Regions from separate parts of the Mus musculus genome. Here region 2 is linked to region 1. Evidence: chromatin contacts called from public HiChIP or PLAC-seq data. All regions are on one chromosome and are shown on one strand. The core of a region is the stretch at or near the end of the contact, and the rest is flanking DNA. Distances in the headings are between cores, read along the strand shown.

The links. HiChIP or PLAC-seq counts read pairs in DNA pulled down with a chosen protein or histone mark.
Region 2: an H3K4me3 HiChIP or PLAC-seq map of bone marrow-derived macrophages shows a contact between it and region 1, with 2.5 times the contacts expected there. The contact joins the enhancer-like site here to the promoter of Mmp24 in region 1. A contact is called at or near these places in 6 of 39 promoter capture datasets (the HPC-7 cell line, cranial neural crest, frontonasal cranial neural crest and 3 more), 3 of 115 datasets of contacts at active chromatin or transcription factors (bone marrow-derived macrophages, embryonic stem cells and stem cell-derived neural progenitor cells) and 3 of 9 other capture datasets (adipose tissue, liver and pancreatic islet).

What each region holds. Positions count from the first base shown.
Region 1 is chr2:155,773,301-155,777,325 of GRCm38.p6, reverse strand. It overlaps Mmp24 (matrix metallopeptidase 24), which reads right to left and starts at 1,984. Exons shown (of 9, transcript NM_010808.4): 1 at 1,689-1,984. The coding sequence starts at 1,853.
Region 2 is chr2:155,532,434-155,536,458 of GRCm38.p6, reverse strand. The region is part of intron 2 of Acss2 (acyl-CoA synthetase short-chain family member 2); the gene reads right to left. Among named protein-coding and RNA genes, the nearest start is that of Acss2, 16 kb to the right of the region's middle. Within about 2 kb of position 2,173, at least 5 of the 459 cell types and tissues checked have an H3K27ac peak or open chromatin away from gene starts, as enhancers often do. A contact at or near this core is called in bone marrow-derived macrophages, where this site is marked.

The sequences.
Region 1 (4,025 bases), core at 735-3,234:
GGAGACAGAGGTCAGGTGACTGTTCCGGGAGGTGGCCCTTCATGATGGGAAAGCTTAGGCTGGGAATGGAGAAGGGTGGGAGAGGTGGGATAATGGAAGCCTGTAAGGTTGGTATGGACAAGTGCTGTGTAAACATAACCTTCCCTTCAAATCCTGACACATCTAAGCAAACTGTATTCTCCTAATGTGCAAAATACCACAGACATAAAAAGGTCTCCAAATTGAGCTCATTCAGCTCCATCTTCAGAGATGGTGAGAGATCAAAGTCACAAAGCCGCCAGGGGTAAGATCAGGTGAGAGCCCACACATACTAAACCCCAGGGCAGACCCTTCTGCTTCACCCTGCACACACTCAGGAAGTCTGGAAGAATCCTGCTTTTGCTACGGTGAAAAGCCATGAACCACGTCACTTTGATAGAGCTAAAAGCACAAACTAGAGAAAGTTTTCATTGAAAGTCAGCTAATGATTATAAACCCTGAAGAGGCAGACTATTAGCTCGGCAAAGGATTCTTTCACACATCCTAAATTTTCTTTAAACATGTCATCTTTGGAGAGGCTGAGGAAATCGGGAGCTTCCCTTCTAGAAAAACACACATTTTTCACATATAAACACAAATTAGCAGAAAATTTCAGAGAATTTATGATCCCTTGAGTCCCTTGCCCAGTTAAAAACTGCTGTTCTGGCAGATTCTTCTAAACAGCCTGTCTACTTAACAAACACACTTCTCTCGGGATAATTCAGGCAATCACCAATTTCCTCCAGCAACGTTAACACTGGTTCAACATTATTTTTTTTTTTTTTTTTTAGAATTGCAGGCTTCTAGGCTGGGAGACAGCAACAAAATTAGTACAACTGTCCCGGACCTTATACGACATAATGTCCTGGCTTAAACATGAAACAGACTAGAGTCAAACCACTAGCTCTGTGACCTTGAGCGAATTGCTTAAGCTCTCAGGGTCTCTATCCTCATCTGTAAAATGGGGACAGGTGCTACAACAAGCTCACAGGATACATGCTGGGGTTAAATAAGCTAATTCCTATCAAACATAGCGCCAAGTCTGGCCCATAGTGCACGGTTGTTATTATGCATGTATCCATGCAGGCATTATGCATGCATCCATCCAATCCCCTCTTGGAGCTCCTACTTGCACATGCCAGTGATGAGCAGCTCACCGCCTCCTGGGCTGGCTGAGCACCTCCAATTGTTAAAAACTTCCTGCCTTGGGCCGAAATGTGCCTTCTTGTAATCCCCCACCCCCCACGGTCCGTTGGCCTCAGCTCTGCCCGGTGGGGCCACGCTGATCTCGCCTATCCCGACGGCCCTTCAGCTACCAAGACCGCGATCCGGTCCTTCCTCGCCCTCTTCCCTCCCCCTTCTCCAGCTCCAACATCCTCGGCTTCTCCTCCAGCCCACAACACACTGGCTGCGCTTACTATTTACTCCGAGGCGTACGGTTTCCCTCACACACAGCCTTGCAGGCCACACGCCCCACCGTCACCGCGGCCACCTCGACCCTCCGCTCCGCCCCCGCCCGCTGCCTCTGTCCGCGGTGCTGAACGGAGCCCGGCCCGCGGGCCCCGCCCGGCCCTCGCGCTGACCCGGCGCCAGGCACCCCGAACCAGGCCCGGTCGGTGCCGCCCCCTGCCCAGCCCCGGCCCCGGCCTCGACCCCGCGCGCCTGCCCACCTGCCCAGCGAAGGGCGCGTCCGCCCCGGCCGGCTTCCCGGCCCCCGCCGCCGCCGCGAGGCAGCAGAGCGCGGGCAGCAGCGGCAGCAGCCGCCCCGGGGCCCGCCAGCCGCTCCAGCGCGAGGCCTGGCCCGGCGCAGCGCGGCCGCCCCGGCTCCTCGGCATCCCGGCGGCGGGGGCCCGGCCGCCCGGCTGCGATGGCGGCGGCGGCGGCGGCGGCTCCGGCCGGGTCCTCCCGCTGCAGCCGCTGCGGAGCCGCCGAGTCACGGCGCCGCGGACGCGCGCCTGGCCCGCCTGCCGCCGCCGCCTCGGCCGCCGCGCGCCCCCGCCTCCGCGCGCCCCGCCCCGGCGAGGGGCGGCCGGGGGCGCGGGGGCAGCGCCCGAACGGGACCTGCGGGAGGCGGCAGCGGCGGGGCTGCGGGAGGCGCTCGCTCCAGGCCCCGGGTGCAAAGAGGGCAACCCTGAGGGAGGGTGAAGAGGCCAGATAAATAATTCTGGCCCTAGGGCGGCTGGCCGGGCCCCGGGTCTGTAACCCCAGGCTAGCCCTGGGGGAGAAGGGCTGAGGCTTAACACTGGAGAAAAGGGGTCTGGGGAGACCGCCGGGTTTGGAAGAAAACGAGCTCAAAAATGCTTGACATCGGAGAAAGGGTTTCGGGGGCTTAAGAGGGGTGGTGCTGAGAACCAAGAAGAGCAAACCTGGGCAGTGCTTCACTGGGGTCGGGAGACCCCTCTGGGAAGTTCGCTCCTTTACCCCTCAGAGGGAGAGGGATCACCCACCCCCTGAATGTCCCACATTTGTGGAACACCTTCTATGGAACACCAGCAGTGCCCTGGGCTTCTGGGGCTACTAAAGTGAAAAGGGAGGCTCCTGGGCCAAGGTGTAGAAGGTTACACCTAGTGAGAAACCGTAAGCACTGAGACAAACAGGATACCAAGTATCAGAAAGGATTCCAGGGGTCCCGGCTTAGGGAGGCCGGAGGTAGGTATGTAGGAGACAGTGGGGCTCTACCAATGCTCTGGAGGAAAGGCTGGAATTAAACAAGGGGGAGGGTCGGGGCAGTGTGTGTGTGTGTGTGTGGTGTCTGTGGGTCCCTATGGGGTGACTACAGAGATCTACAGAGATAATGTGTACGTTGTGGTTGTTTGGTAGTTTGGAGGTGTGGAACAGGGACATACACAGACCTGTGTGCAAGCACTGGCTCATCTCCGTTTTATAAAATGTTGCCCTCACTACTCCTGTGTACCGTCGTGCCTCAGAATTTAATAAGTGTTCCGTGTTAGTCCTCTCCCAAGGCAGAGCATGATGAGAGCCTCCATAAAAGGACACACAGATCCCAACACCAGCTACTAGTTATTGAATGCCTACTACATCCCAGGCATCGGGCTAAGCCCGTCACTGAATTATTCCTCCCGAAGTCCTGTGAGAAGCTCCGTGAAAACAGGTTGTTATCGTAAACCACTTTAGGATAAAGAGGAGGCTCTGGATAAGTTTGCCAAACATACATGATTCATAAGGGTGCAGCTGGAGTGCTCTGGCCTCAAAGCACATCTTGTCTGCTAGGATGGTAAAGGATGAGGTGACAAAGGACATGAAAGGAGGTGATGGGCAGTGCAGAAGGTGGACTATGGCATTTTCACAGATCTGGAGTCCTCCTGGCGAGGACTAGCCTGGGGGAGGTGGCAAGGAGCTAGGAGTTAGACCTCTGGAAACTGGGAGCTACTGCACGGTCTTAGAGATGGGTGGGCACAGGGATGAGTAGAGAAGAAAAGATAAAGTGTGGCAGGCGCCCAAAGAGCAGAGTAGGAAAAGAGCAAAGGGCCAAGGGCCCCATCTGGACACAGCCAAAGGAAGAGCCTAGCGAAGCAGACAAAAGACTGAATGAAGCAGGGCTGGTTGGGCTGGAGGGATGGCTCTGTGGATAAAGAGTTTTCCATACAAGCTTGAGTCCTGAGTTCAGATCCATCCTAAAAGTCAGTGGTGTGTCTGTGATCTGAGCACTGGTGGTGTGGGGAGACAGAGAAAGATCCCAGGGTCCCATAGGTCACTCAGTCTAGCTAAAATGGTGAGCGCTACAAGGGACCCTGTCTCAAAAGAGTATATGAATAAAATGGAGACTGGGGGTGACAGGTTGATGTTGTCCTCTGACAGCCAAGGTACCCACATGAGCAAGTGCAGCTTCCCCCCCAACCCCCACATACACACTACACACTGGCAGATAGCACTGACCAATTTTCAATCTGGGGAGGAGATGGAGATAAAACAAGTTTATGTAAGTTATGGCCAAGATGAAACCAGAGCATTGCAGAAACGCTGAAGAAAGATAATGAATTGTCTGT
Region 2 (4,025 bases), core at 924-3,423, 240 kb after region 1:
CATGGCTTTTCTCAGCTCCCTCTTTCCCTCCCTCTCTCTCCTTCCCTCTCTCCCTCTCTCTCTCCCTCCTCCTCCCCCTTGCCTTCACCTAGGTATAGCTACTTTCATTTGTTGCCTGGGTGATCACAATGGCCTCCAAACTGATCTCCCACTACACTCTTGCCCCTTTTTATCTACACATCATTCAGAATGCTTAATTAAAAACATCAATCAAGCCTCATAGTTTTCTGCCTAAAAATCATCAATCAATTCCATTACTTAAGGAATTAAAACCAAACTCCCATACCTTGTCTCTTCCTCTATTTCATCTTGGGCCATTCTCTCACTCTCCTTTCTAAGGCTCCAGTCACTCTAGCCTTCTTACAGACAGAACACCCCATACTCATTTACTATCTTCCCAAGTTTGGATCCCCAGCCCCCACTAAGATACTTGGATACAGCAGCATGTTCCTGAAATACCAATGCTGGTGAAAATGAAGACTTCTGGGGCTTGTTAGCTAGCTAGTTTCACTGAATTGTCTGAATTGGTGAGCTCCAGGCTCAGTGAGTGACCCTGTCTCAGAAACTAAAATAGCAACAGGGGAAGACACACAGTGTTGACTTCTTGCCTCCATATACACCCGCACACATATAAATATGTTCACACCATAGAAACACACACACCAAAACTAATAACAAAGAGCTACAAGAAAACTGGCTGTTTCCCCCGTACGATAGAAGCTAGATCCTGAAGTGATCTTGTCCATGGCTAAATCCCCAAACGTCTTGCGCAGAAACTTGTTTATAGTCAGTACTTAATATATTTTTCTGAATGAATTAGTAAATGTGAAAGATTTTTATGGAAACGAAGCAGGCCAGCACTATGTAACTATAAGTGGAATAGTTAGATCTCTTTTGGAGAGCTTGATATAAAGAAAGCCTTTCTAACCGTCAGAGGTATCCAAAGATACGCTCCTTCAGGAGATCTCTACCCCTGAAGGTAACACAGAATTGAGATTTGCAGAGATACTAAAAAGCAGGTTCTGTTATGAGAACCAAACAAAACCAGTATTGCTGAAAGTACACTCAAGTAGTGCTAGTAACGCAGAGTCTGAGAAACACCCCAACATGCACTAGAGGATAAGAATACGATTGTTCAGTTTGCCCAGGACAGCTCTAGCAACTATTTACACTAGATCATTCTCCAGAGAATGTGGCCTTGGTATTTTTTTTGGTTTTGGTTTTGAGACAGAGTCTTGCCTATGCAGCTAATGTGGCTTCAAACTCCTGGTAACCCTCCAGGGAATGCTGGGATTATAGGTGTGTGCCATCATACTGATGTTGGACTTTTCATTTTACAAATTCCTCATACAATTTATATTCTTGAAGATTAATTGTAAGGCCTTTCAGCAGTATTGGTGATCAAACTCAGGGCCTTGTACATATTAGGCAAATGCTCTGGAACTTCCTCATACAATTTATATTCTTGAAGATTAATTGTAAGGCCTTTCAGCAGTATTGGTGATCAAACTCAGGGCCTTGTACATATTAGGCAAATGCTCTGGAACTGATTTACAACTCTAAGCCTTAGCGCACGCCTTTAATCCCAGCACTCAGGAGGCAGAGGCAGGCGGATTTCTGAGTTCGAGGCCAGCCTGGACTACAAAATGAGTTCTAGGGCAGCCAGGGATACACAGAGAAACCCTGTCTCAGAAAAACAAAACAAAACAAAACAAAACAAAACAAAACAAAACAAAACAAGATCCTCTAAGCCTTGGTCTTTTGAGACCAGGTCTCATTCATTATGTAACCCAAGCTCCCCCAACCTTGGAGTTTATGAGATTGTATGCATACCATTACATGCCCGACAGAAGAGTACTTCACGCCAGGCATGGTGGTAATCCCAGTTCTCAGGAGTCAGAAGCAGGCAGTCTCTGTGAGTTAAAAGCCAGCCTGGTCTTCAGAGTGAGTTCCAGGACAGCAAAAGCTACCATACAGAAAAACTCTGTCTTGGAAAACAAAGCAAAACAACAACAAAAAAAGTAAAAGAAATATATTTCAAAAGTATAACTTGAAAGCGTTCTATGACCCATACAGTGTTGCACACTTTAAGGATCTCTGATGTAAGCATACCCTCAGGTCACTTTTCCCTCCCACCAAGGGAGTAGGAAGTAGAAACAACATCATTTGACAAATTAGCAGCCTAGTGTCCCCTGGGTGTACTTCTGCTCTAACTGTAGCAGAAAGACTAAAAGGTGGAGGGAGGCCTAGCTCCAAAATTGAATTATAAACCATTCAAAAAGTTAAAGAATGGAGCTTTTGATATCCACCATTCTTCTTACATATGAGAACCCTAAGGCACAGGAATAGGAAGTGATGGCCTTGGGGTTCCCTAGCACATTACATCATTCTAAAGTGGTGCTATCCAACCTAGTAGCCATTAGCCATGTATGACTAGTAAACACTTAAAAATAGAAAATTTCATTTATTTAGTCTTACTTTAAATATAATTAACTTGTGCTTAGTAGTCGTCACATTGGACACAGCAGCTGGATATTCTAAATGCCTATCTATTCAAGACATTTTCCTTCTAAATAACACGGCCTTTTCCACAGGGAGAGATTTCCAAAGTCAGCAGGGAAAGGTTAAGGAAGACTCTTATGTGTTAAAGCCCTGAGAACTGTGTGGTTAAAAGAATCCAAACTCACAGAGATTTGTCTGCTTCTGCCTCCTAAATGCTAGGACTGCTGCACCACCAACGCTTAGCCAGAAAATGTTAAGAGATTAAAATTCTAGTTCCTCAGTTTCTGTATGTAATCTTTCCTAACACTGATCTATTAGAAAATCTCTAAAATTAGAATTCTCTTTTCTGCCTTCTTTCACAACGACCCTTCTCCTATGCTTTAAAAAACCATCAGTTTCTCTCCTTACTTTATGGAGGTATGCCTCACATATCCTAGGTGATGTGCTCTCAGCTGATCTATAACCCCAGTGCTGAAAGAACTGTTTTTCAGTACTCTACCCCAGTGTAACAACTATTTGAAAATCTTCTAAAAATAGATTCAGAGATTTTATTTTCTGTAGGTTCTGGTTATAGGCTGGCAGAGCTGGAGAGTTGGTTTAGCAGTTAAGAGCATTTTCTGCTCTTCCTGAGGACCCAGGTTCTATTCCCATCACCCATGTGGCAGCTCACAACTATCTGTAAGTCTAGTTCCAGGGTATCTGACCCCTCTTCTTCTTCTGAGTTACTGCTCACATGTGGTGCACATAAATGCATACAGGCAAAACACCCATACACATAAAATAAAAATAAATAAATCAATAGCCTGGGGTGGGGTCCTGGATTTCTAGCACAACTTTCAGGTGTTTACGTTAACATACAAAAATGCAGGATCCCCTATTTTTAAATATGGAGTTACTAGACCTGCATTTACTGTTTATCTCTAATCCAATAGATGAATTTGTACAAACTCAGCCTTTATTTTTATCTCTGTAAAATATAAGGCAGGAAAAGAAGGTTGGAAGAGGTGAGAAGCTGGTGTTAGAGCAGATTACCCTGTGTATCTTAGACTTGTTGATTCTTTCCTCCTTCCCAGTGGTAGGGGAGCATTTCTCTAAATTCAAAGAAAGTCTGTAGATTCAGAAAGGAAGAGGATGGAAACAAGCAGAATTTGGAGTCAGGTTAGCAAATGCTCTTAAATTGCTACAGTGGATCAGTGGGCTCATTCCTGGAAGATTTAGAGTATGAAACTTATATGGTAATTGGATCCTTGCTTACATGGGGTAAAGGGAAAACTTAGCTGATACAGAGATCAAAGAAAAGTAATGCCATACCTGCCTCACATGTTGAGTAAATCAATCCAGGTGCAGCTGGTCCTCACATGACTATACTACATAACCGTTTTAAAGGTCACCTTTAACCTGATCCTCACAACTACCCTTGCAGTAGATAGAACAAGTATTCCTATTCTCTTTTTTAAATGACAAGAAGTCCAGAGGAAGAGTTTGCCAAGGTCACATAAGGAGCTAAAATGTGAACCTGTACC